Linked DNA regions of Mus musculus: regions 2, 3, 4, 5 and 6 are each linked to region 1. The links are chromatin contacts, called in public HiCAR-type, HiChIP or PLAC-seq and promoter capture Hi-C maps. All regions are on one chromosome and are shown on one strand. Each heading gives the region's core, a stretch centred on a gene start, on an enhancer-like site or on the middle of the called end of the contact. The rest is flanking DNA. Distances are from core to core; before and after follow the strand shown. Region 1 holds the start of Amacr (alpha-methylacyl-CoA racemase). Region 2 overlaps Capsl (calcyphosine-like). Region 3 holds the start of Il7r (interleukin 7 receptor). Region 4 holds the start of Mtmr12 (myotubularin related protein 12). Region 5 holds the start of Golph3 (golgi phosphoprotein 3). Region 6 has its middle 67 kb from the start of Ugt3a1.

Region 1 (4,639 bases), core at 339-2,838:
AGGAAAGCAATCAATTGTTTTGTGGTTGTTGTTTTTGTTTGCTCCTGGGACAAGGACTGAGGTGCATATATCACATATCAAAATAGACCTGGCTCCAGGTCCTCCTCGCAGCACCCCTCAGTTCCTTCCTGGCATATGCTCCAGCCCCCAACCCTGAACTTTCCATCCCAGACCTGGGCTGCTCTTCCCCAAGAGGCTCTTCTCTATACAATCCAGACATTTTAAGCTCCCCATTCCTCCTCTTCCTCTTCCTCCCCCCCCCCCTATGACCTTTCTTTCTCTCTCCTTCCCTATCCTTCCTTTCCCCATGGACACTTCCCTGGTCCTTAGGGCCAGTGAACTGCTAGAGAGGAGCTTCCCAATAAACCTGCCTTTAATATAATCTAATCTGGCTTGAACTGGCTCGTTTCACACGCAGAAAAATAACCCTAACCTATCAGTTTTGTTTTTAAAGAGAGCACGAATCAAAGATGGGAATAATTCCTTTTACGGGGCAAACCAAAAACACACTCTTGCAAGTGATACTAACAGTGTTTGTTGTGATTTTGGTGAAAGTTGTCAGAATTAAGAGTCAACTGAAGAAACTAATCACACTGACCCACCCTCATCTTCAATTGGAGCATTTTTACATTGTGACATAATCTTAAATGTTACAGTACTGTCCTCAGATATGCTTGTGAGAACTAAAAGAGTTAAATATAAATATGCCTAGACACCCACTCCCGTCCCACTTATTGTCAAATTTACTGTCGTCCTGGTATCTACCAGGCAATATTAGTAAGGGGCTGGTTGGAATGGATTCTCTGAGCTAATACAGAAGGAATGCCTTCAGATTTGGTTCAGGGTTTGTGACAGTTGCAAATACCAATGTACAGTCGGATGGAGGTGCATGCCACCAAGCATGCAAGTGCTCAAAACTGATACTGTTAACAAATTGGTCGTTTGTCTACAGAGCACTAAAACAATGTTTTCATATGGCCCAAAGTAAATGAGGTGATCTTGAAGCTGGAACTTGGAAATACCAGCAATTAGAGAAAGGTTAACCATGGTCTGTGAATGGCTTTAGAGCATGGGTATATCACATATCAAAGGGTCAATGACTCTATTCCTATGTGAAGCTTTTCAGTCTATCTCTTGCACTAGATTCTCGTACGGTTCAATACCTCCAAATAATAAAGGCAAATCTGGGGGGGGGGGAATCAAGCAAATTAAAAGTCTTAAGAAGGAGTCAGAGAAGCTGGGAGAAATCGGGCAGGAGGGAATGTCATCTCGCAGCACCGCAGGGCTCACCGCAGCGGAAGGGCTCCAGCAACACGTCCGCGCGTGCGCACATGCGCCGCAACACCGTGACTCCCTGAGAGCGCTTCAGGTCCAGCGCTAGCGAGCGCTTGCCTCGGGCCAGAAAATTCTCGCCCGTGGAGCCCAGCCGGTTCACGCGCACCACCTCGGCGCCGAAGTCCGCCAGGACCATTCCGCAGAACGGCCCCGGGGCCAGGCCTGCCAGCTCCACAACCCTGACGCCACGCAGCACCATGGCCAGCCTTAGGGTGAGAGCGGAGCGGCTCGGCGCCCGAGCCACAGTTTATCTGCCCCGCCCCCTGCACCCCGCCTCGCCCCGCCCCGTCCGGGAAGGCTGCGCGCTTGCGCACTTCCTGCCCACCCTAGCATTGGATCAGTTGGTTTAGCTGCTCAACTTTGGTTTAGGTCATGAGTTGTGTCCTTGACCCCATGTTGTGCGAGTCCTCTTCGGACACTTTCATCGAGCCACCTGAATCGCTACCCTCACCCCCCAGTAAGTGATTAAAGGCACTCAACTCCTTAGATCAATGTAAGAAGGCAACCACTGGGTGTCTCCCTCGCCGCCCTGAAAACTAGTTGTCATCCTGCAACTGTTTGAAACCTCTCCTAGATGCCCATAGGGCCAGGGGTGTAGACCAGTTGCTAAATCCGTGCGCGGAGTCCAGCACCGCTTAAAACGCCGGTGTTGTGCACGCGGATAATCCCAGCATTTAGAAGAGTCTGGGATATCAGAATTATTCATCTCAGGTTAAATGGGAGAGTTTTAGAAGTCAGTTTGGTTTGTCAGCTGTCAGTTTTACGGACAGTTACAATTTTGAGTTAGAAACTTTTTTCAGCCTTTAAAATGCAACAAAATAATCACAAATATTCCATCCTCATTTACAGGTCCTTTTTCCCTTAGTAATGGGGGGAGCTTGCAGGTAGCCAGATGCAGCTCTAGGAAACTGAATAGAGCCAGACTTGAATGCTAGAAATCTCCCATACCCATTCTTAACAAGTGAGGAAGATAATAAAAGCAAAGGCGAAATGCTACATAGTTGTAGCCAAAACACTTTTAACCAGCTACTGAGTTTTAAGATATTTCAGGGAAAGGGGTCTGTGCTCTCTCAGAATGAGCAGCCTCGTGGTAAAGGCAGACAACTTCCACATGGTCCCTAATGCTCTCTGCTTGTCTGATGCTGTCTCAAGTGCCTACCCTTGCTCCAGCCTTGTTCTGTCCTATTATTTCCTTTGCATTTTGATAAACTGGAATGGAAAAATCTCATGGAAAGGTATGGCTGACTTCCACATGGAGACATTAACATTTTATCAGGGTTGCTGCCTTTCTATTTTTCTGAAAAAAAAAAAACAAACAAAAACAAAAAAACAGTGGTACAGATGTGGCTTGAATGACTTAAGCTTACATACAGGATCATGTACACATGAATCACAAGTCTTAGCCAGCATAATGTTTTACAAATCCTCCCAGAGTAGTGAGTTATCCAGAAGCCCCCCGCAAAGCAGACTGTGTGATAGGAGATCTCAACACTGCAGATCTTTTCTCTGGCCAAAATTCTCTTCTAAAAGCTAATCAGGGGAACAATCATATGAATTATGCATAGGCAATTGTGTCCAGATATTTTTAAAATGAGGGATATTCATGGTGCATTATTTGTAATAAAGCCTGGAATTTTTGGCATGTGGCACACAACTGTTATCCCAGCCCTTGGAGGGTGGAAGAAGAGCCATCAGGAATCCCAGGTCATCCTTGGCTATACAGCAATTTCAAAGCTAGCCTGGGCTACATGAGACCCTGTTCCAAATCAATAGCAACAACAACAATGACAACAACAATAACAAAATATATAGACGCAAACAAAAAACCTCCTAAAGCAAAAAGATTAAATAAGTAAGAAGCTTTAAATTTTTAAATTTTATTTTGTAATTGGTACGAGTTTTTTGCCTGCATGTGTGTCTGTGCAGTGTAGGCATGCCTGGTGCCTGCAGAGGCCAGAAGAGGGTGTTGTATCTGAGGGCAAGATGGCTGTAAGGTGACACGTGAACGCTGGGCAGCAAAAGTCAGTCCTCTGGGAAACAGCCAGTGTTCTTAACCGCAGAACCGCTTCTCCAGCCCCCAAATTATGTTACTATCTGTGTCAACTTATAGCAGGTAGCATAATGGTGTTTTGGTGGCAAATTTAATCCTTTTTCTTTATAGATTCTGGGATGGGGAAAGCTAGGCAAAAACCATCTAGCACCTTCTATAACACTGTGGCATATTAAAGTTGATTTGTGAACATTAGTCAAGTATGATAATAGAGAAAATAATATCATTTTTATTGAAAACATTTAAGACATGTTGTTATGGATCTCATAAATGGAATACACTTTACTTTGCATCCATTTGTCTGCCTGTATTTAATTAAGTTTACAGACCATTCAATATAACACGGTGTATATAAAAATTTGGGTATAATTCCCAAATTAAAAAAAATGTGATAACTTCTGTACTATATCAGCCTCATCTTACCTCAGCTTGTTGTACAGAGTCAAGAGAGCTCTACCACAGCCCCAGGAATGCAATGGCAAAGAGAAGATGTGGCAAGCCAGATGGGAGAAAAGTTTATATCTGCAAGTCTAAGCCAGTAGAACTCAATATTATCTACATGGGGTTGTTTGTTTGTTTTAAAAGAGGAGCCAATTATTTGTGAGCATTGTAAATAATTGCCCTATCTGAAGGTTACCTGAAATGACTAAATGTATTTTATTAATGAGTATAAGAATAAAACCCACTAAACCAAATGCTATTTCCCAGTTTAGACTTCAGAAGTGTTTTTCCTATGTAGAGTCTAGTAAGTGGGCTTATTTTTGCCCCATCATAATCAGGCTAGTCTCTGAAATATTATGAACAATGAGCTGAAAACTTGGTTGACTCGAAAGCCAATATTACATTTAAACAGAGCACCAAAACTCTATGCAAATGCATCCTTTGAGGTGAGTGCTTTTTTTCCAGCCTGTATCAGGTGGCAATCCCTTTAGACATGTAGAGAAGAGTGATGAAAATGCTGAGTATTTCCCAAGGTCATCTGGAAAGATTACCTTGTGGTCTATTCTTAGCCCCTGAAGCATCCAACATTATTGGTATGCCATTAGAATGAGTAGCAGTGAGCCCCTGAAGCATCCAACATTATTGGTATGCCATTAGAATGAGTAGCAGTGAGCCCCTGAAGCATCCAACATTATTGGTATGCCATTAGAATGAGTAGCAGTGTGACCAATGCAACACTTAAATGCTCCATAAAGAACCCCCGACTTCAACATCCTTCATATCCTAACAACCCTAGCTCAGCTATAAATTGCC
Region 2 (4,470 bases), core at 1,960-4,459, 1.5 Mb after region 1:
TCCCACCTGTAGACTTCCTTTAACTTTAATTTTTATCTCAGAGATCCTACTCAAAAGTGCTATTGATGCATGAAAGGTGGGTGCACATTAGGAACAGGAACCAAAGTATAGATTGGTAAAATAACTTTCCTGCAAGTGGCCTCAAACAGCAGACATTGGACTTTTGAGTCTTAGCAGAACTCTTTCTCTTCCACCATGTGTATCAGCATGTAAGTGAATTTTTCTGGCACTTTCTTATGCAAAATAAAAACAGAGTTTGGGAAGAGCAGATACTGGGAATTGGGACTCTGCCTACTTCTGCCTTCTGAGGCCAATTCTACCAGGGATGATGTAAGCTGATATCTCTGAATATGACTTGATAAATTCAGGGGGGAAATTATAGCCAAGCATGGTGTTTGAAATGCCCATATTAACCATCCTTCTCCATAATTTGGTCCCTCAACTCATCGACAAACAACCAATATTTACTACGTTATGTCCTCTTTTCAATGTACCATCTCAGGCCAGGAGGAAAGAGGGGTACCTGAAAGAACCACGCTCTTAATTTGAATTCTGAGGCCTAATATTAAAGCAGAACAGGACAAAAAAAGTTTTCAGGACCTGGGGTTTGAAAGAAAGGCAGGATAGAGTCCTATTTCTGATAAAGAAATACACACTCAAGAGATCTGAGGTTTCAATGGCACATGCAGCCTCTGGATACAATATCATGATGTCACTGACATCACACCCCACACTAAAGTGTTTCTGAATCCAAAAGACCCTTTGAGCACAACATATGTCAGGTTGGACTTGGCCTACAAAGGAGTCCTTTCTGACGCATGTGACCACAGCACCACCATGTGTTGGCTCAGCATATGTACAGTTCTCTCATCAGAGGCACAGTTCTGTCCATGTCTTCTATGGATGTCTGAGAGATTCATTACCTCTAACCAGTTTGCTAGGTGTGGGGCAACGGAGGACACAGATGGCCTGGAATCCCCCTCTAGTTCCATGACCGAGCTATCCAAGGACGCAGATATCACAGCCCAGCACACGGACTTTCTGAGGTGTCACAATGCCTACATTTTACTCATAATAGAAGGTAAAAGTTATCAAGGCTAGAGCTATGAGACTCTGACAAGGCAGAGCACCATATATTTTAGACGATTGCTGTACCACATGCTTTGGACAAAGCAGAAGAGTAAATAACATAAGTGGACCAATCTTTATTTTCATTCCCTTTGTATGTGTCCATGGACATGTATGTCACATGTGTAAGGGTACACAAGGAGGACAGGAGAGAGCTGGACGCTCTGAATCTGGTTGTGGGTAGGTTTGAGCTGCCTGACATGAGTGTTGAGATCTGACCTAGGGTCTTCTGGAAGGGCAGCAAGTGGTCTGAACTGCTGAACCAAACCATGGAAGGCTGGTGGAGACTGAAAGGAAGTGTTGGAAGGAGAGATGGGGAAAGTATAAAACCAGCCAGGTAACTGACTTCCAATTCAAAGGAGCTTAGGATGAGACTAAGGGATGAAGGTGGACTACAGTGCTTACAAAAAGGAAAGAACAGTGATGTAGAGAACCCTGTGGGTGAATTGAAGAGAAGGTACAGAAGATAAGGTGTGCGACCAAGTGGAGCCTGGTGCATCCAATATGACAGCTGGACCCTTTGGACAGTGATGAATTCATTTAAAATGGCAAGTGACTGAACTGGGAGTTTGAGGGGAAGGGAAGACTAGGGTTACAAAGCTGTTGATTGCCTCTACCTCTCCCTACCCTCGCCCAGCTACACACACAATGGCAAGTGAAGGGGATATCCACAGAGCAGCAGAAGGCAGTGACTGGGAGATCTGGAACAGAGGCTGAGTGGAGTAGCCAGCCACAAAGGAGACTGGTGCACTGGGGCCAAGCTGGCTTGCTCACTCCATCGCTCTTTTGTACAGTTGGCTGCTGCCCCTGACAGAGTTCTCAGCCAGGATTTCCAGCGTTCTTGTCGGATGAGATGTGGAAAGTTGCAATTGCAGGGATCTGCTTCTGAGAGCATGTCTTTTTCTTGTTTTCTTTTCTTTCTTTCTTTTTTTTTTTTTTTTACAATAAAGATAAATTTATTTTGACTATCACGTGAAAAGAGAAAAGAATGATATGTGTCATAAGGAATTTTTTAAACATACAGAAAGATAGATGGACAAATGAATAGATGAATGGATAATAGATAGATAGATAGATAGATAGATAGATAGATAGATAGATAGATAGATAGATAGATAAAAGAGACAGAGACAAATGTGTCTTCCTTTTATCTTTACTATTTTCCTGCTCAAGAAAGCAAACATGTGTCCTTTCCTATAACCTCAGATTTTTTTCTTTTATTTAAAGTTCATGATTCTTATTAGTCTTCCTTCTCCAAACTTCACACACAAGTTTATCAAGTCTATTCTGCATTAATCTTCCTTCCTTCCTTCCTTCCTTCCTTCCTTCCTTCCTTCCTTTCTTCCTTCCTTTCTTCCTTTCTTCTTAAAGGTTCTGTTTAGGCTTACCTGTAGGGAATAAAGATTCAATAAGGCCCCACCTGCACTTCTCCACTCCATTGGGTTGTCTTAGTACTACCTGGTGGCTGCAAACTGAATTATCCCTCCCTCTTCCCTCCTCCCTCCCTCCTTCTTCCCTCCCTCCTCTCTCCTTCCTCCCTCCCTCCTTCCTTCCTTCTCCCTCCCTCTGTGGGTCCCCATGGCCTTGGGTGAAGACAGAATGACATGGCTCCTGCCCCTGGGACACGGCCAATATACTTGGGCCTCCACAAGTGTCTGTGACTGCCAAGAGCATAAGGCTTGTTTGTATATGTTGTACATATTTTCAGGGTCCTCCAAGGAATGTCCTCCCAGTTAATGTTAATGACTTCATGGCACTTAGAGATAGCAGGGGTCCTGAAGATGAAGGTGTGTCTAATGTCTCAGCAAAATGGTAAAAGCTCGGACCTCCAGGACAGCCCTTAATATATATAGTATTTGAAACATATATAATTTTTCAATTATGCAAAAATGTTAGGATGCAATATAAATTGTATAAGGAACAGATGCAGCAACACTATGAACTGGCTTGGCAGAAAGATACAAAGTCAGGCAGATACAAATGCAGGCCAATTCTTGAGTTCAAGGTCAGCCTGGGACAGAGGGAACTTAGGCACAGGTGTGGTAGAAATGGTAATTTCAGGACAAGGTCCCACCCAGCAAAGTTTACAAAGGCAGGGAGCTCTCTGAATTCTTTTACAATGTTTTAAAATAAAAATGTGCTCGCTGTCTCCAACAGAGCCTGGGGTCAGAGGGTGCTGATTCATAGGATAATCAAAGGTGAACCTGGAGTAAATGCCTGGATTGATATGTAAAATAAAAGGCTGGCTTCTGTTCTGCAAGAGATGAGCTATTGGCAGAGAAAATTTTTAGATTAGCAAGAAAGAACTGCTTGGAGAACTGTCTCAAGCAGAACCTAGAGGGCTGTCGAGAGATCTCCAGAGAAAGTAGAACAGAGAGAACAAGCTGGAAAGCTTTCTCCAGCAGAGCACAGGCCACCAGCTTAGACCCACAAATTGTTTCGCAGTTCCCAGACACCAATTCCTCAGAATCCTTCTCCAAGCCAAGGCTGGTCCTTGGCATCTCTTCCTCCTTCTCTCCCTCTCTACATAGCAAAGAACCTGTAAACACAATAGTAGACACAGTCACTGAAGTGCAATCTCTAGTATATTTTCCCACATGTCACAAAACACCAAATTCTTCCACGTCCAGTTTATTACTAATTCCAAAAAAAAAAAAGGTGTCTTTTTGGGTGCTCAAAAATGAAAACGTGCCCTTGGTTTCCCTAACTAGAGGTCAAGGAAACTGAAGAAGTGTTGGTCTGCTCAAATAAAATTGAGAAAAAGGAGTCAATCTGTGAAGATGCAGAGGGTAGAGGGTAGACTTATAACAGAAGACCCAGCAAAGGACATGCAGGGGCAGGGCTAGGGAATATACATCAAGGAGGGAAATGTCTACTCTCCTGACTGGTGGGGATGTGTACCACAGTGATGGGCTCAGTCATTTAGTTTCTGCCATGTTCCTTTGTCCCTAGTGCCTGAGACACAGGGAATGTGTACTACCAGAAAACCACTGGGTGGCAGTCTCATGAGCCCAGCCCTGTAAGTGCCATTTTGGGCATTTCTGTAGTTGTTAAGCATCCATGCCATCACATTAGACTATTTCAAAAACAAATGACCTAGTATTGCTGTAATAGTTCTGCAGCTTTAAAACATTGCCCCGTAAGAGTAGAATAGAGTAGGAAAGCAATCTACAAAGCAGGTGGCTACTGGTTAAGACAGAAGGGCTTTTAAGCGATTCTGGGGAGGTCGGGGAGAAGCAAGCTGGCTTTCTCTCCAGATCCTCTCCTAGCTCTGTTCACTCATACTTCACCCTGAGGAATGTGACCACGACTTTTGTTGCCTTTATATCCATTTCCAGTACA
Region 3 (4,161 bases), core at 1,570-4,069, 1.5 Mb after region 1:
TATCCACTCAGATGTTTTGAACTCCTTCTATTATAATCATTCTTACTGCTTCTTTACAAACAGTGTGATTATGAATCAAAATTTAAAAAAAAACTGTACTCTATGGTCTGGATCCAGATTTCTTGATTCCTTCAAAGAACTGAAAAGGGGCCACTCATCTATCTAGTTATGACAGGACCCTGATAATGAACTTAAAGAAAATAATCCAACTTTATCAAAATCTCAGCCATTCTTAACAAAAAGCACCAATTCATCTTGAGGCCATGTTAAAAACAAAGTGGATTGGCATACAAGTTTAGCCACAGTCTGAATAATGACTGCCTCCAACACCTATCCTACATGCCTTGGAGCCAATAAAGTTTATGTGAAGCCTTTGTTAAAGAAAAATTGATAACCAGTATGATGAAACTCTCTTTTAAATATTCTGAGATTGTACTTATGTAGCTGTTTAGAGATCAGAAGTTTTCTAAAGTCAGATGGTGTAAGTTTTACTATTTATATATCATCTCTTTGCCCACTCATCTCTACTATATGTATGAGAACAGCTGCAGATAGTACACAACAAATGGGTAACATTGGACTCCAACAACGAATTACTTATGAAAGAAGGTAAAGGATCAAATTCCATTCCTGAGTCATAATTTGCCAACACTTGCATTTAATAATTTCTCCGTGCCTGTACTTAATAGTTAAGTACAGGTGTATACTAGAGATATATAGAACTCAAAGGAGAAAAATGGCTACATTTGTACACTGAAAGATTGAGTGTAAAAAATATTTTTAAATGATCTTTTAATAGCTTATGAAAGATGAAATCTTTATTTTGTACATTTCTTTGTTTTTAGAAACTGTATATATGTATTGAGGATATTGAAACCATAACCACCCTCCTGTCTTCCCTACCTACCGCATTCCAACACCTACTCTCCTTCTCAGTTTCATGTCCTCTAGTTCTTTAATTATCCAGACTCCATATCCCCATTGCTAGGAGTCGTAGCTAGGGTCACCCTCATAGACTCCTGGGAGTTTTCATTGCCCTTGTTTCTAGCTAGTCCCAGAGATGCCCATCTCCTGTAACCAGAAAAGACTTCCAATGGAGGAACTGGGACACCAACCCACTCACAAAATCTTTAGCTCATAGTTTGTCCTACCTACAAGATGTGCGGGCATAAAAGATGAAACAGAATTAGAGAGAAGGGCAAACCAATGACTGGCCCAGCTTGACACCTATGCCATGAGAGGGAGCCCACTCCGACACTCTTAATAATATTCTCCTATACATGCAGACAGGAGCCTAGCATAGCTATCATCTGAGAGGTTTCACCTAGCATTGATGGAAACAAATGCAGTGACCCACAGCCAAACGTTAAGTGGAACTTGGGGAATCCTATGGAAGAGAGTGAGGATGGATTGAAGATGCCCAGAGGGGTCATGGTCACATTGAGAAATACTACGGAATCAACTAACCTGGGCACATAGGTTTTCATATAGACTAAACTTTCAACCAGAAATCATGCACAAGACAAGCCTAGACCCTCTGCACATATGTAACAGTTGTGCAGCTGGGTCTTCATGTGGGACTCCTAAAACCGAAGCCAGGGCTGTCTCTGACTACATTGCCTGCCTTTGGAAGCCTTTCTGCTAACTGGGCTGCCTTTTCTAGTCTCGAGAGAAGAAGATGTGCCTAGTCTTACTGCAGCTTGATATGTCAAGGCTGGTTGATATCCAAGGGAGGCCTCCCCTTTTCTGTGGAGAAATGGAAGAATGTTAGAGAAGGTTGGAGGGAAGGGAGAAAGAGGGATTGGGAGCAAAGGATGGGGGGGGGGGCGCTGCAGTCAGAATTTAGGATAAATAAATAACTTAATCAATTCTTAAAATGATTTAAGAAAAGGATCCACAGAACCTACTTAGTTCAGCTCTTGTGCTCATGAGTGTATAACTGCCCACTAGAGCTTGAGCAACCTACCATGGGACACACTTTTAAAGAAAACTAACTCTTAATCGCCTGGTATTTGTCAACCTGCCAGGAGGGCCTCAGCTAGGGATGTGGCCTCTTGAACACCTGCTCTGTCCATATTGGAATGTGGATTGGTGTGATCTCATGCCAGTCTTGTGTCACAACCATAGCTTCTGTGAAATTATGAACACAAAGATCCTATTATTTTTATAATAGATAATTTCACTGTATTTCTCTTTGGCTCCTGCCTCTTCTGATCTTTCCTTCTCTCCTCCATGGTGTTCCCTGAGTTCTTGAGGGGAGTGTTTCATGGCTGGTACTATAAATCTGACCACGAACCCGTGCCAGGGAGGTCTTAGAGCATAGGGGAAAACACAGGACTATTGTTTGTTTAAAAGACAGAGTATCAAACTGTCTTCTAGACATTTGTCCTTATACCCATAGAATAGTGCAGCCTTGCCTCTCATTAGAGAAGCTCTTTTCTCACTTCTCTCTCAGAGAGCAGAGAACTGGGCGTGACCATTGAGGGTTCAGCCCTAAGTGGGACAACTCTATCCTAGCATCATTATTCCTAAAACAAGAGCATCCCCAACCAACTGAGGAGCATCGTAAGTGTGGATTTTGGCCTTGTGATCCTGTTACATTGGACCCTGAGATCATCTGAAGCATCACTTGAAGTCTACCACCTTGCTCAAAAGTAAGCAGTTAAGTTCAGGAGCTTCAGGGAATACCAAGATGCAGGAAAAAAAAAAGTCACACTCTACCTCTCCGTTTTCTCTACCTCTGCTTACAGCAGCAATCCTTTTGCTCAGACTTCCTGTTTCTGGCACTTGCCTTCTTCTGTGATGTTCATAGTTCCCTGTCTGTGGTTTAGCAGGCACAGAGCTGGTTTGGGTCTCCCTCTCTCTCATTCACTTGCACATACAAGCGTGCTTCTTCTCTATTCTTTCTCTCTCTCTCTCTCTCTCTCTCTCTCTCTCTCTCTCTCTCTCAGAATGATGGCTCTGGGTAGAGCTTTCGCTATAGTTTTCTGCTTAATTCAAGCTGTTTCTGGAGAAAGTGGAAATGCCCAGGATGGTGAGTCATTTCTAACTCCTTTTTTAAAGGATTTCAGATTACCTGTAGCATATATGATCAAGTTACACAGTTCTCTAACAGGGCAAGCAAGAATTTAGCACTAATTAGGTTGTTTTGTGGGTATTAATCACCAGGACAGAGGGAATGATGACAATACTGCAAATGGCTTGTAACTCTCAAGAACTGTCAAGAAGCATTGAGTTTCATTCAAATTCTGGCTCATAAATGTGGATGTATGCTGGTAATTTCAAAAAAGAAACCTCATATCAGTTCTTTGTTGGAGCTTTTTGGATGATCGCTTCCAAAACTGTATTAGACTGAAAAATCAAGCCATTGTTGTTTTGACTGTTTATGGAGTTCTAAAACCCTAGATACCCATGATAAATTAATGGCCAGAAACGAGAGGTTTGTGTATTCACCAAAACTGTATTTCTAGTGTCTAGAGTTTAGAAGTTACTCTATAATGTATTTCTTCAACATACTTTAGCTTTGGCAGATTCATGTTAGATTGCTGATGAATAATTCAGTAGTATGCTAAGGAAGGTGTCTTCTTTGAAATACACAGGGTTGCTTTTATATTCAGAGAATCCATTATATGGTCATCATAATTCTCCTCAGAATCCATAAAATACTTAGACCTTGACTTCTTAAAAATAGGCATTTTAATTACAGGACTGTACTCAAACGTCTCTGGCAGACACAGCAGCTACATGGAATGTGAATCTCCAATTTGTTTCTACAAATTAATTAAACTGTTTTCATACACACACACACACACACACACACACACACCATTAAAAGGGGAATGTGTGTGTGTGTGTCTTTGTGTATGTGCGTGTGTGTGTGTGTGTGTGTGTGTGTGTGTGTGCATCCTGCCTCTGGTTCCTGAGTGCTAGGATTAAAGGCAGACACCACCATGGCTGGCCTATATGTGCATTCCTAAACTGGGTGCAGTAGTACATCCCTGTAGTCCTGAAGCCTAAGAGGCTGAGACAGAAAAATCATCTTTGTTCCAGACCAGTTAAAGCTACATTGCATAAGCTTGTATCAAATACATCTGTATTTTCTTTATGCACAGTATCAATACACATCAGCCTAGCTCTGTAGTTTAGCTCTTCAGTCAAATG
Region 4 (4,293 bases), core at 535-3,034, 1.2 Mb before region 1:
AACTGCACAGTCAGATGAAGGACTGGCGCACTCTTGAACTCTGGCCAGACTTCAGAAGACTCTTCACTTGCAGTTTACTCTCACTAAATGAGAAAGGTTAAAGGTTAAAGGTCAAAGGCAGTTAGCGTTCAACTAGGGTGCTATCAAAGAAAGACAAAGAGAACCTGACCACATTACCTCTATGGACTACAGGGTGAAATGTAAGGTGACCCTGTCTCTCCATATCAAGTTCTGACAGAGGAAGTGGTTTTTATTTGAAAATTACGACTGAAAATAGGTTCCATTTTAGTACTCTCCACTAGATGCCTTGATTTCAAGACACACATGCAAATGCTGCAGGCCCCAGGTCTCTGATATCTCATTTCAGGCCCACCTGTTTTCCACCTTAGCAAGTGAGAAGTGGGAAGACATTTGGAGGCAGTAAATTTGGTAGAGCATCTACCTGCACACAGACAGATTGCAGAAGCTAGGCATGGTCGTACTACCTTGAGTTCTAGCATTCGGGAGGCAGAGGCAAGCAGAGCTCTGTGACTTCGAGGCCAGACTGCTCTACATAGTGAGTTCCAGCACAGCCAGGCTACATAATCGAGAGACAAACAAACAAAATTGCAAAAGCAGGGAAAAAAAAAACCGCACACAACTTTCACAAATCGAAAATGAGAAGGAGTCTACTAAAAGGTAAGGAACGACTGCTCCAGAAGTCTTCAACATGCTCTAGTTCTGATCTCTTCAATGTCCTCCTCATTCACGGAACTCCAGAACTGGCAGCCTTCCCTGGGGCCGTCCAGGACTCCTTACCTAGACCTAACGTCCTCTAACGTCCTGACTGAAATACCACCTTTGCAAGAATGAAAGGATTCCTTGTCCCCACCATCTTCTAAGTACTATACAATTAATAATCGCATATCGTTGACTGTTTGTTTCTTTTTACATAAGCTCCCAAGGAGCTCGATCTTTGTTCTGTTCACTGATACTTAGCACAAGCTTTCCAGGATCGTACCTGGCACACAGTAGGAGCGCAGAAAGTATTTCCCGAGTGAATGCACTTCTCGACTAGAATTGCAGTTTGGAAGGGGGGAGATGAAATGGGAAGAAGCGGGAGGAGGATGCTCTGGGCAGACACCGAAAGAGGCCAAGGCCGACCCACATACAGCAGCGCGGACGCAAAGCAGTGCACCACCCGCGACAGAGACGAACTCTCAGGACTCGCGGAGAAAAGTCCCGGGCAGAGCACACACACCGGGCTGCGGGCTGCCGGGGGAACCCCGTCGGGTTCCCGACCACGCAAGCTTTCTCTTCCCTTCCCGGATACCTGGGGCGCCGGAGCCGCCGGACCTCCCGGGCTCCGGCTCCCGCCCACAGGCGCGGTGGCGAGCGACAGGGCCCTGCCCCAGCACCTGCCCGGCCTGCCGCAGGGGTCCGGGCCGCGGCCAGCCCGGGAGGCCCCAGAGCGCCCCGCCCGGCACCCCGGCAGGAAGCGCCCCTGCCCCGGCCGCTCCACCCGCCGCCGCGCTCGCCCGGCGCACTCTCACCTCAGGGCGTACGTACGACACGAAGGAGGGCTTGGGCGCCTTGGTGCCGCCGCCACCGCCGACTCCCCCTTTCCCCAGCATCCCGCCGCCTTGCGAAGCAACGAAGCCGAAGCGCGGCGACAGCAGAGGCGGCGGCTCCGGCTCAGGTTCCGGCAGCGGCGGCGGCCACCAGCACCAGCGGCCGGGGCTCCGCCCATCCCTAGGGCCGCGGCGGCGGCAGCAGTACCGCCCGCATCCGGCTCCGCCGCTGACACCGTTCGCTCCGCCCAGGCCACGCGCCCCGCCTAGCGACCGTGGGACACGCCCACCGCCGCTCGCTCTGCTCCGGCTGAGGTCCCGCCCACAGCATGGGACTGGCCACGCCCACCCCTTGTTGGCCGAGGTATTTGCTCTAGCCAATGCGGAGAGCGTTCTCTCCGGGCTTCCCCACGATTGGCTAGCGAGAATGTCGCCATTTGCCCAATGGTCCTGCCGTCGCTAAGTTGTTGCGGGCAAGTCGTTCTACCCATTTTGCTTCTTTTACTGGCCAGCAGCTTTGAAATTCAGCTTGCTGAACAGAATGCCTCCGCAGAAGCTTCAAAACCACACCGACGACGTTCAGACTTTAGACGAATGAAGAGAGACAGAGCGGATAGGAACTGACTAAAGTGACGTAAAATGTTGTGTTCAACTTCAAACTTCTTTTGTTTGTCGCTTGGTTTCTAACTGGTAAGATATCAAAAGCCCTTAAGACTTATCTGCTCTCCCAAGTTATCGACAAACCTCTCATATTAAGCCAAGATAGCAAATAAAACACACACACACACACACACACACACACACACACTATTCATTTCTATTCATTTGAATTCCACCTTTGGGGCACTTGCCTCGCGTGAGCAAGACCAAATTGAATTCTCCCTGTGGAGCATTGTGTTAGAAGAATAAGATACGATGCAGCTCACCCGAAGTTGTTCCATCTACTGTGAAAAGCCAATAAACATTTGCAGTTAATTTTTCAAGTGTCAGGCACCTTGCTATGCCTTAGTCTGACCAACTGCACCACCCCCTTGTATTTCTTTTAAAATTCCCAACTAAGTACTACAAGTGACACGGAAGGGTGGTTAGTGCACACCTGCTATTCCAGCACCTGGAAGGCCAGACAGAAAGATAGTGAATTTGTGGCCAGCTCGGACTACTTAGGAAGTCCCCAGGCAACCTAGATCACAAATAAGACCTTCCTCTCAAAACCTAGCAATTAACTGTGCTTTTCCACGTTGGTTCCCAGGAAGGAGAGGTGACCTCTCTGATTCCGATATGCCAGACAGATTCTGTTGCTTTTGTTTCCAGGATCTGACCCAACCCATAAACAGAAATGCTGGCTTTTGATAGAAATTCACCAAGCAAATGTCCCTTTCTGCCGGCCGTCAAGCTAACGTTAAGTGTTACTAGATCACCCTGATCTTTAACATCTGCTGAAGGTCAAGCCCTGTTGTAATACGACTCTGAAAACTTGACACTGTCTCTGGGTCTGTACACTTCCCAGGAATGGGAGCCAACAAAAGAAACGTTTTAAATACCAAAAAACCAGCTGGTTTGCCACCCTCTTCTGATTGTGTCCGTCCCCCTCCCCCATGTGATACTGTGAGGAAGAAGTGGACTTGGAGATTATTGAGCCTTGAAGGAATGCCCTTATGAGATCAGAGGGTTCTGGCTAACCCTCCCCCATTGAGAGAACTCAGCAAGAATGTGTCACCATTCTGGGCTGGAGAGTTGGCTCAGTGGTTAAGAGCATTGATGGCTCTTCCAGAGGTCCTGAGTTCAAGTCCCGGCAACTACATGGTGACTCACAACCATCTGTAATGGGATCAGATGCTCTCTTCTGGTGTATCTGAAGACAGCTAGTGTAGTCACATAAATAAATCTTAAAATAAAAAAAAAATGTGTCATCGTTGAATGGCCCACTCTTCCCAACGTGGAATCTACTGATTCTGGAATTCCCTAGACTCTGGAACAGTGAGAAGCAATTTTGTATTGTGTATAAACGATCAACTGTAAGGTACTCTGTTACAAGCAGAGGTATGAGTACACCACTCATACATGTTTCACTCACTGATAAACACTTTTTTTCTTTTTTCTTTTTTTTTTTTTTTTTTTTTTTTTTTTTTTTTTTTTGGTTTTTCGAGACAGGGTTTCTCTGTGTAGCTCTAGCTGTCCTGGTACTCACTCTATAGACCAGGCTGGCCTCGAACTCAGAAATCTGCCTGCCTCTGCCTCCCAAGTGCTGGGATTAAAGGCGTGTGCCACCACTGCCTGTTTAAACACTTTTTTAAGATTTATTTTATTTTGATGTGTGTGTCTATCTGTCAGGGGGGTGTCATATTCCCTGAAGCTGTAGTTATGAGCACTGGTAATACCCCACTTTGGTGCCGAGAAACAAATTCAGGTTAAGAAGAAGTGCTCTTAACTCCACAACTGTCACGCCAGCCTTGATGGGTAATCTTGATTGTCAACTTGATGGAATCTGGAATGAACTAAAGACACACCTATGGGCAGTTCTACAAGAGCATTTCCAGGAAGGATTAACAGGGTGGGTGGGGGCATCTCCTAGTAGGTGGCCCAGATAGCAAAAGATCCAGAGAACACCAGTACAGCTCCATTGCCTGTCTGGGTACTGGCTGAATAGTTTGCCTTGCCACATTGCTGCAACTGTTGTCCCCTTCACTGACGTCAGACTCCAGCCTCACTCAGCTTGACTCTCCAGGACTCTCCTAAGCCTTCA
Region 5 (4,430 bases), core at 94-2,593, 1.3 Mb before region 1:
AGTCTGCCCTTAAAAATAATCATCTTTAGAGATGGATGGGTATTAATAAAATCAATCAAACATTAACTACAGAATCCAGACATTTAAAAGACGGACACTTGCACTTTTTCAACTTATATGTGTGAAATTCCTAAATATCTGGGGTGACCTTTCCAAACGTCAGAACACAACTTAAGCCTACCTAAATCTTTGCAGTCTTTCATCAAAGCGCAAACTTGGTATTCCTCCCAGCTCTTCACAAGCCCTCCCTTAAAATGGCAAAACGGAAAGGACGACAGCAGATCTAACCGCAAAACTAACTCATCGCTCGCTCAAACCAAGTTCATCCAAAAAGTAACTTCCTAGGTTTTATATCAACTTAGTATTGACTTTTTAAAACAATACCCAGTAAAAACAACTTTGCTAATTTCTTAACCGCGCGCCGCAACTCAAGTTTTACATAAGAAAGAGGGCCGACAGCAAGTAGATCCGCGAACCTCTCCCGGGTCTTAAAACCTGCAAAAACTCAATACTTGGGAGCCGCGGTAGCCCCGAGTCTTTAGATCTCAACAGTCTTGGGTTGGAGTTGCCATTATTTGCGGCAGACGGCGAAGAAGAAGAAACGCAAAGATCGCCAAGACTTCGGAACTAAGAGTGCTTGTGAGCAGAGGACGGGAAAACCCAAGCGAGCACTTGGTACCGGGAGGATCGGGAGCACTCGGAGCGCAGCCGGAGAGGGCTGACTCCCACACTCCTTGGGACGAGAGGGCGCTCAGGGGCGCGGGGCTCCGGAAGCAGGGACAGGTGAGGCCTCGGCCAGCGCCCACCCGGGCCCCACCTGGAGCCACCCGGGTCCCGCTGCCACCCCGGCTGCCACCCCGGCCGGGGCCGCGGCGCCCGCACCTCTCGGTCCTTGAGGCCCAGCAGGAGCACCTCCTCCATCAGGGTCAGCCGCGTTTCCTTGGAGTCGCCCTTGTCGTCGTCGTCCTGCTCGTCGCGGCGGCTCTGCGCCTCGTCCTCGCCGCTGCCGCCGCCGCCTCCCGCCGCCCGCTCCTTGTCGGCAGCGTTCCGGGAGGCCTCGGTGCGCCGCTGCACCAGGCCCGAGCTCCGCTGGGTCAGCGAGGTCATGGCTCCCGCACAAGAGCCGCGCCGGACCGACAGGGACGCGGGACCGGCCGGCTCTCCCTCACGGCCCCGGCCCCGGGAGCTTCCGTGTTAATTCTTGGAGCTGGGGCGATGTCCGTGGGCTGCGGGGCCGAAGGCGGTCATGAGGAGCCGGAGCTGGGCGAAGCCGGCGGGCCGGGCGTCGATGGGGTACACAAGGGAGCCTTCAGCCCGCGGCTGTGGCCCCCCACACAGCCCAGGAGCCCGAGCGGAGGCGGCGGCGGCGGTGGCGCTTCCCAATATGGCGGCGCGCGCTGACGTCACCGGAGGATGTGGCAGCGCCGGCGCGGGGCGGGGCCGGGGTGCCGGAAGCGGCGCGAGCGGGGGGCGTGGCTAGCCGCCTCCCACTTCGGCGGACACTTGAGCTTCTGGACTCGCTAGTGGCCCTGAGTCTGGAGACGAAAGGTTTGCGATCGGTGACCTGCCCGGCTTTCATCCGCCTCTCAGTTCACTCTAAAGGTCCGGCCTGGCGCCAGCGACCAGTGAGATCTCTCCTGGATCCCAGAAGCCGAGGCCAGGCTAGGGCGGACCCCACTGAGACCTCAGCATCCCTGGGGATCAGCCACTATAGCCCGGGTCCTCACTACCTACGGGGAGGACTTGGCTCTTCGCCTGTGAAACTCCCGAGTTTCAAAAGGAGTCATCTACACTCGGGCGTTTAAAGCTGTTCATGTACTGTGCTCTGGCGTAGAGAGGTTAAACAAATTGACGAATTGTGTTTGTAAAACTTTCCTACCTCCGACTGCGGCTGTAAAGTGGTCAGGGCGCACTGTACTGTTAGGACAGCCGACCTTAGGATTCTTTTATAGCGACAGTAAACCTCTTGAGTTTCATGCCACGTCTTTGTAGCCCTAAATCTATTTTCGATGTAATTACTAGGTTCAATCCCTTTGGCAGTTTGTGCAAATCAAGTTAAAGGAAAAACTGCCAAACCTGAGAAGGGTTTGGAGAAGTAGAAGGGCGGGTCTTATGAGAAAACATTATCCAAAAACGGTATCGTAGGTCTGTCCAGTATTATTTAAAATAAACAGTAACCATACGCAGTGAGTAAGCCAGGTTTAGACAGAATATTCCCCGCGCCCAAATACGTTGTCTCAACTCCTACGGGGACAGTAAGTCCCAGTAGGTCCTCCCACCCACAGCCCCAAGCTACCTTCCCTTTTTCCTGAAAAAAAAAAAAAAAAAAAAATGTGTCCTCAGCCAGTTTCTCCCATTCACGTCACCTTTTTGTTCCTTCACCTTTCTGGTCATTCTTTGCCAACTGACTTTAAATGTCCTTTGTAAATTAAATGGTTATTTAACTCAGAAGGTTAAATCCAAAAAGCACAAAGCTGTGCGTACAGGCTCTGCCTGTTCGGCTAGTTGCTCCTGTCCCTGCGGAGATTTTTTTTTTTTTTTAAATGGGGTAAGATGTGAAGCTTCGTTGGGGAGGTAGTCAGTGGGCACAGTACTTGAGGACAAATTAGAAACTGGCATCTGGGAGGCAGAGGCAGATTCCTGGAGGCTTCCTTGCCAGTGAGCCTCGCCACATGGGCAAGCAAATGGGTAAGTGCCTAGGTCCCAATAAGAAGCCTTGCCTCAGAAACAGTGTGAGGGCCCAGCGAATGGCTCAGTGGGTCAACAGCTTGCTGAGCTAGCGTGAGGACCAAAGTTCAAATCCCAGCACTCATGAGCACCAAGTACATTCCTGTAATAGCAGCCTTAGGAAGCTAAGAAAGACAGATCCTGGAAGCCTGTGAAACAGTTAAAGAGGATGCCTGAGGTCAACGTCTGGCCTCTACAAGTTCATGAACAGGTAAGAACAGCAGACATAAAACACACACTAGATAGATAGATAGATAGATAGATAGATAGATAGATAGATAGATAGATAGATAGATGAGATAGGAGCAGTACCTAAGGAATGATCACAATTTGTTATTTGCTTTGGTTTTGAGGGCTTTTTGTTTGTTTGTTTTTTAGTTTTGGAAACAGGGTTTATCCTGCCTCTGCCACAAGCTGGGACTAAAGGCGAGCACCAGCAGCACCCAGCTGCAGTTGTTTTAAATGTGAATCCTCATCACCTTCACCTTGAATGTGGCTTAAACTTCCAGCGGTAGACATCTTGATTCCCACCCCCACCCCCCACTCCACCCCCATCCATATCTGGTTCTATCTATTCACTTGCCGGTACGTGATTTTTCCAATTCAAATTTTATAATAATTTTGCTTCTTTTTATTTTCCTGTTTTCCTGTTATTTCTCCATTAATTTTTCCATGTAGATAATACACCTCTCTTTCTCTCCCCCGCCCCCCACCCTTTTCTCTGCCCTCGTGCCATCTGTCTGCATGTCTACATACCCACTTGCCTGCCTCTTCTGCTTTCCCAGGCTCTCACTCCACTCTCTTCCCTGAATATCTTTCACACCAGGTCTGTGTGGTGGAATTTCTCAGGGGCACCCTTTTACATGGGTCTGCCAAAGGCACCCTCCTCACCAATTAGATTTCCTAACATACCCAGTAAGAGAAAAGAAAGGAAAAGGAGAGGAAAGGAAAAAGAAAAGCAGGAAGGAAAAGGAGGAGCAAGGAGAGGAAGATTTAAGAAACAAATATTCCTAGGGGTAGCTGGTCCCACCCCTCGCTGGCTGCAGCATTGGGGAGGACAGACAGGAGCTCACGGGGGTAACGTGGTAGAGCTGGCCCTGGTGGTGTGGGCACAGGAGAGCTGGCCCCAATGGCATGAACTCAGGAGAGCCAAGCCTGACCCTTGACTGCTACTGTAGGCAGGAGAGCTGTCCCTACCTTTCATCTGGGCAAAGCAGGGAAGCTGGCTATGGTGGTACAATACAGGTTGCAGGAAAGAGGGTGGGCTGACCAACTCGGCTGCCATCCAGGCTGATCCAGGGCTTTGAGCTGACCAACTCCAACATCTACCCCATTGATGAACTGCTGGAGCTCGGGAGCTTCGGAAGGGGCTGGCTGTCCAGACCCAAAGCCGCAGGATCTCCATGACACGGGGCCAGAAGAGGAGAGCTGAGAGGAATCCCAGTGAGGATCCAGCAGTGACAGTGCAGCAGGCAGCCAGAGGCCTCGAACCAGACCAATGACTCACTAAAATGAACATACGCAAGTAAAGCTATTTGGGCAAAAGGGTGTCCTGTGGGACACACTGTGACACACTACAGCTTCCATGACCAGATGGTTTTGCTATTCTTGTTGTGCTTTTCTTTTCTTTGGATGGGAGTGTGTGTTGCAAGGGCCGAGGTCAGATATGGAGGGTCAGGGAGATGAATAGGATTTCCGGGGCA
Region 6 (4,794 bases), core at 1,185-3,684, 1.8 Mb after region 1:
GATTTGCTTCAAAATTTTTATTTTCAAAAGCTTCCAAGAGATGTTAATCAGCTAAGACCTCACCTTAAACTCACCACAGGGGCACTTAAGCCTTTGTTAGGTGCTATCAAGTGAGATTCAAATTAATTGGTGAGAAACAAAAAGGCTTTACAAAGAGCAGAAGAAACTTCTGTGATCAATTGTTATCAATTATGATCAATGGAAATCAAATATTAGCTGCTTATTCTAGTTATTGTTATGAGCCCACAGCAATTCTTTGACAGAGAAAACAATCCATTGCTACTCTTATTTCTGATTAATAAATAAATAAAATGTGCACATGTGACTACTGATAAATTTTCAGGCTTTCTAGTTACAACTGTTCTACAAGAGAAAATAACTGAAATGTAATTAGTTACTGCCTATGTTAATTTTTTTAATAGACTTGGTGGGTGTTCCAAAACAGATTAAAACAGATATTGAAACTGGCTATAACAGTCAAGTATTTGAGATGTTTTGTCAACAATTTAATGTTACTCATGTTACTGAGATATTTTATAATTCTCATAGACAAGGTATTGTAGAACTTTAAAAACTATACCTTCTTAAAAAACAAAGGGGAGAAATTATATCCCCATGCAATTATTTAAATTACATTTTTATTTTTAAAAACTAGACATAATCATGTCTAGGTGAGATATAGGATCCACTTATTGGCACATGGCATGAGCCTGTTCAGATATTTAATATGGGGGAAAGGGGGCAATGTTTCTGTTTTTTCCACAGAATGCTGCAGGAGCATGCTAGCTTCCAATGTGACAGACTGACCTGTGATTTCTTGAGTGCCCTGACAGAGGTGACAGGAAAGCTGTATTGAGCACACAGAAGAGGAGGAAATCGGAGAGCAGCCACTTGCAAGCAAGATGAAGAAACTTCCTATCTCTGCCATGGGCTACAGCAAGGAGAGCTGACCTGGTGTCAACCTGGAGACAAGTAAAAATGATGATTCCTGAGGCAGAGGGACTGCTACAGAGTACTGGACAAGATTCCATCAGAGACACTGTTTTTGGCCATTCAAGCCAACTCCCCTATAGCTGTAAAAGCTTGTTTACTTTACCCGTATGCCATATTATTAGGAAGTTTTGATAGATCACCAATCTTGGCAAGTCTTTTCACATTCATTGTAATTCTTGTCAATTAACTAATTGTATAGATCTTAATTTAGATAAGGAATCTGCTGTTAGGATTTTGCTAAAGAGACCTGCTTATGTTTTGCTGCCTGTAGAGTTAGGAAATGATCCTTGGTTTGAGAATTCAGGATTGCAAACTTTTAAAAGATTAAACGAACTTATTAGACCTAAGAGATTTGTTGCAGCTCTGATTTTACGAATTACTGCCTTAATTGCAATTTTAACTTCTTTTGCATTATCTACCACAGTCTTAGTTCAGTGACTGCATACTGCTCATTTTGTTAATGATATACATAAGAATATTTCCATAGCCTTGTCAGAGCTGCATATTATAGATAAAAAATTGGAGGCAAAGGATAACGCTCTAGAAGAAGTAGTGCTGGCAATAGGGCAAGATGTTGCAAATATTAAGATTAGGTTAGCTACTAAATGTCATGCTTCATTCCAATATATTTGTGTCACCCCATTACCTTATAATACAACCATTGATTGGGAAAAGACTAAAGCTCATTTGCAGGGAGTATGGAGAGATACTGATATTTCTCATGACTTGGAACAGTTAAAGGCAGAAATTTCAGATATTAGCAAAAGTCATTTGGACACTTGGAACATTGATGAATTGGCCAGAGATTTAAAAAATAACCTAAGTGCATTGAATCCCCTGGATTGGGTTCAATAAATAATCCTACTTGTTATTATTATTGGCATTATTTTATTAGCAATCATTGTGTTTCCACTCATCTTTAGAGCACTCCTGAGGTCTGTAGCAACGATGAGGCAGGACATTTTGGAACTTCGGCTGAGAAATAAGAAAGGGGGAGAATGCTATGCATACTCCAGTGAAGTTTGCTCCGAGAGGCCTGGGAGCACTCACGAGGCAGAGTTTCATGGAAACTCACCTCCTGGAACTTTAGCGTTCTCATAACCCGTATACTCACACCCTATTCCCACATTAGTCTGGTGTATGGATCCACGTGCTCTCTTTTAGTATTATCTTATTATAAGTGCCTTTTAAGGTTGAATTCTGACATAGCTAAACAGTGTTCCAACATCCTAGAAAATCCTTGAAGCTGACAAACTGGGAATTCAGTAGGAATTCAGTGAGAAGGCTACTTATTCAGTAACATTCAAATTTACTTCTAGTAGAGACAGTGAAACTAATTAGACATTACAAAGAACAGATGCTGGAATAGCTCAGGGCTGGTCTGCAGAGTGTTTACTTGAGACAATAGCCAGTCTTACCCAGACAAGGGAATTTCACAATGGCCTAGCGAACAGGTGGGTTCACTATAAAAGAGTTAGGGAATCCCCCTGAGACAGGCTTCTTCACGTGGCCCAAGGAAACAGCATAAATCAGGCATTTACTAAGAACCCCTGGTGGTGGGCTTAACAATAGACTAGCATTACACCTGGCTCCCTTCTTAACAGCAGCACCTGGTCCCCACCTTCTTTTGATGTATACATTCCTTTTGTATTGTGTCACTGTAACTCGGTGGATGTATCTCATCTGGTTTATTGTTATTCTTCTGTATAAAAAGTATGATGCTCGACCTGAAAAATTACATTCAGATTCTACACAATCTCCTGTGTTGATCTGTCGGTCATTCGACAACTCCTTGCCCATCTGCAACTAGAGACCCATCCTACACAGACAAGGGACCCAAGAGGGTCTGTGGCATGTGGCCTTTGTTGTCTCCTTGTCATCAACCTACCTCAGTCTCAGGATCCCTTCTCTCTCTCTCTCTCTCTCTCTCTCTCTCTCTCTCTCTCTCTCTGTCTCTCTCTCTGTCTCTCTCTCTTCCTCTCTCTCTCTTATTATTACCATAGCACCATTGCTTTTCTTTTCTTTATTCACTTCACATTCAGATCATTGTGTCCCTTCCCATTTACCCTCTCCCACAATACCTCCCTCCATTGTCCCTTCCCTTCTCCTCTGAATAGGTACACCCCCCCACGCCCCAGGTATCCTCCTACCCTGGCACTTCAAGTCTCTACAGGGCTAAGTGCATCTTCTCCCACTGAGGCTAGACAAGGCAGCCCAGCTAGAAGAATATATACCACAGACAGGCAACAGCTTTAAGGATAGCTCCTGCTCCATGTTGGGACCCACATGAAGACTAAGCTTCACATCTGGTACATATATGCAGGGAGCCTAGGTTCAGCTTGTGTATGCTCCTTGGTTGGTGGTTCCATCTCTGAGAGCCCCAAGAGTCCGGGTTAGTTGACTCTGTTGGTCTTCCTGTGGCATTCCTATTCCCTTCAGTCCCTCAATGCTTTCCTCAACTCTTCCATAAGAATTCCCAAGCTCCATGCACTGTTTGGCTGTGGGTGTCTGTATCTCTCAGAGTCAGCAGCTAGCACTGGTCTAACTGGTTGTTGGCATGAAGAAAAATGAAAAGAGATTCATATCTATCACCCTGCAGAAAACTCAGTCCAAGTGGATCAAAGACCTCAAGGTAAAACTGAATACAGTAAATCTAATAGAACAGAAAGTGGTAATTAGCCTTGAATTCTTTGATGCAAGAGATAATTCCCTCAACAGAATTCCAATGGCTCAGGTTCTAAGATCAACAATTGATAAATTGGACATCATGAAACTGAAAAGCTTCTGTAAGGCAAAGGACACTGTCAATAGAACAAAACAGCAGCCTATATATGGGGAAATGATCTTCACAAACCCTACATTAGACAGAGGAATTTTATATATATATATATATTGGAACAGTCAAGAAGCACTTAAAAGAAATGTTCAAAGTCCTTAGTCATCAGGGATATGCAAATCAAAAACAACTATGAGATTCCATCTTACACCAGTTGGAATGGGTATGATCAAAAATTCAAATAATAGCTCATGCTGGTGAGATGTGGAACAAAGAGAACACCCCTCCATTGCTGGTGGGAGTTCAAACATTTACAAACACTTTGGAAATCAATTTGGCTGTTTCTTGGAAAACTGGAAACAGTTCTACCTCAAGACTCAGCTATACCATTTTCCTGACAGGGCACCAGTGCTCTGAAGGTGTCTTATTGTGCTGGCTTTTCGTTGATTATGTTCTTTTGAGGGCCGTTAGCCATCTGGATGGCTTTGATCCCAGGACGTTCCTGTTATAGTATTGGGAGGGTGGTTAACCTCGATGGTCCGGGTGTGGAAGGCCTTTGATGGGTTTTTGATTAGATTCCCTTCATCCATGAGCCCGTTGAGTCCTGTAGAGAACTAATATCCAAAATATACAAAGAACTCAAGAAGGTAGAATCCAGGGAACCAAATAACCCTATTTAAAAATGGGGTACATTGAAGACCCAGAAATGAACCTACACACCTATGGTCACTTGATCTTTGACAAGGGAGCTAAAACCATCCAGTGGAAAAAAGACAGCATTTTCAACAAATGGTGCTGGCACAACTGGTGGTTATCATGTATAAGAATGTGAATTGATCCATTCCTATCTCCTTGTACTAAGATCAAATCTAAGTGGATCAAGGAACTCCACATAAAAACCAGAGACAGTGAAACTTATAGAGGAGAAAGTGGGAAAAAGCCTCGAAGATATGGGCACAGGGGGAAAATTCCTGAATAGAACAGCAATGGCTTGTGCTGTAAGATCGAGAATCGATAAATGGGAC

The links. Promoter capture Hi-C pulls out the DNA fragments that hold promoters and counts their contacts. HiCAR-type assays count read pairs that join an accessible place to other places. HiChIP or PLAC-seq counts read pairs in DNA pulled down with a chosen protein or histone mark.
Region 2: a HiCAR-type map of embryonic stem cells shows a contact between it and region 1, with 15 times the contacts expected there. The contact joins the enhancer-like site here to the promoter of Amacr in region 1. A contact is called at or near these places in 3 of 39 promoter capture datasets (embryonic stem cells, hippocampal neurons and pre-B cells), 1 of 15 datasets of contacts at CTCF or cohesin (pro-B cells) and 4 of 115 datasets of contacts at active chromatin or transcription factors (astrocytes and embryonic stem cells).
Region 3: a promoter capture Hi-C map of pre-B cells shows a contact between it and region 1, with 2.0 times the contacts expected there. The contact joins the promoter of Il7r here to the promoter of Amacr in region 1. A contact is called at or near these places in 3 of 39 promoter capture datasets (the C10 cell line, hippocampal neurons and pre-B cells).
Region 4: a contact with region 1 is called in a promoter capture Hi-C map of liver, with 5 times the contacts expected there. The contact joins the promoter of Mtmr12 here to the promoter of Amacr in region 1. A contact is called at or near these places in 7 of 39 promoter capture datasets (the 3T3-L1 cell line, the C10 cell line, hippocampal neurons and 2 more), 2 of 484 Hi-C or Micro-C datasets (pre-B cells and regulatory T cells) and 1 of 115 datasets of contacts at active chromatin or transcription factors (astrocytes).
Region 5: a contact with region 1 is called in a HiCAR-type map of astrocytes, with 4 times the contacts expected there. The contact joins the promoter of Golph3 here to the promoter of Amacr in region 1. A contact is called at or near these places in 3 of 39 promoter capture datasets (hippocampal neurons, liver and pre-B cells) and 1 of 115 datasets of contacts at active chromatin or transcription factors (astrocytes).
Region 6: a contact with region 1 is called in an H3K27ac HiChIP or PLAC-seq map of embryonic stem cells, with 4 times the contacts expected there. The contact joins the enhancer-like site here to the promoter of Amacr in region 1. A contact is called at or near these places in 4 of 39 promoter capture datasets (the C10 cell line, the HPC-7 cell line, hippocampal neurons and 1 more) and 1 of 115 datasets of contacts at active chromatin or transcription factors (embryonic stem cells).

Annotation. Positions count from the first base shown.
Region 1 is chr15:10,978,705-10,983,343 of GRCm38.p6, reverse strand. Amacr (alpha-methylacyl-CoA racemase) reads right to left here and starts at 1,588. Exons shown (of 5, transcript NM_008537.4): 1 at 1,291-1,588. The coding sequence starts at 1,534. It overlaps Gm34315 (a long non-coding RNA gene), which reads left to right and starts at 1,711. Exons shown (of 3, transcript XR_383838.4): 1 at 1,711-1,792. C1qtnf3 (C1q and tumor necrosis factor related protein 3) reads right to left here. Exons shown (of 6, transcript NM_030888.4): 6 at 3,182-4,639.
Region 2 is chr15:9,451,805-9,456,274 of GRCm38.p6, reverse strand. The region is part of intron 1 of Capsl (calcyphosine-like); the gene reads right to left. Among named protein-coding and RNA genes, the nearest start is that of Capsl, 18 kb to the right of the region's middle. Within about 2 kb of position 3,209, at least 16 of the 459 cell types and tissues checked have an H3K27ac peak or open chromatin away from gene starts, as enhancers often do. A contact at or near this core is called in embryonic stem cells and pre-B cells, where this site is marked.
Region 3 is chr15:9,528,534-9,532,694 of GRCm38.p6, reverse strand. It overlaps Il7r (interleukin 7 receptor), which reads left to right and starts at 2,819. Exons shown (of 8, transcript NM_008372.4): 1 at 2,819-3,034. The coding sequence starts at 2,953.
Region 4 is chr15:12,202,519-12,206,811 of GRCm38.p6, reverse strand. Mtmr12 (myotubularin related protein 12) reads right to left here and starts at 1,784. Exons shown (of 16, transcript NM_172958.4): 1 at 1,533-1,784. The coding sequence starts at 1,613.
Region 5 is chr15:12,318,409-12,322,838 of GRCm38.p6, reverse strand. It overlaps Golph3 (golgi phosphoprotein 3), which reads right to left and starts at 1,343. Exons shown (of 4, transcript NM_025673.2): 1 at 883-1,343. The coding sequence starts at 1,107. It overlaps Gm52210 (a long non-coding RNA gene), which reads left to right and starts at 2,261. Exons shown (of 2, transcript XR_003951630.1): 1 at 2,261-2,938; 2 at 3,106-4,430.
Region 6 is chr15:9,210,906-9,215,699 of GRCm38.p6, reverse strand. No RefSeq gene overlaps it. Among named protein-coding and RNA genes, the nearest start is that of Ugt3a1, 67 kb to the left of the region's middle. Within about 2 kb of position 2,434, at least 7 of the 459 cell types and tissues checked have an H3K27ac peak or open chromatin away from gene starts, as enhancers often do. A contact at or near this core is called in embryonic stem cells, where this site is marked.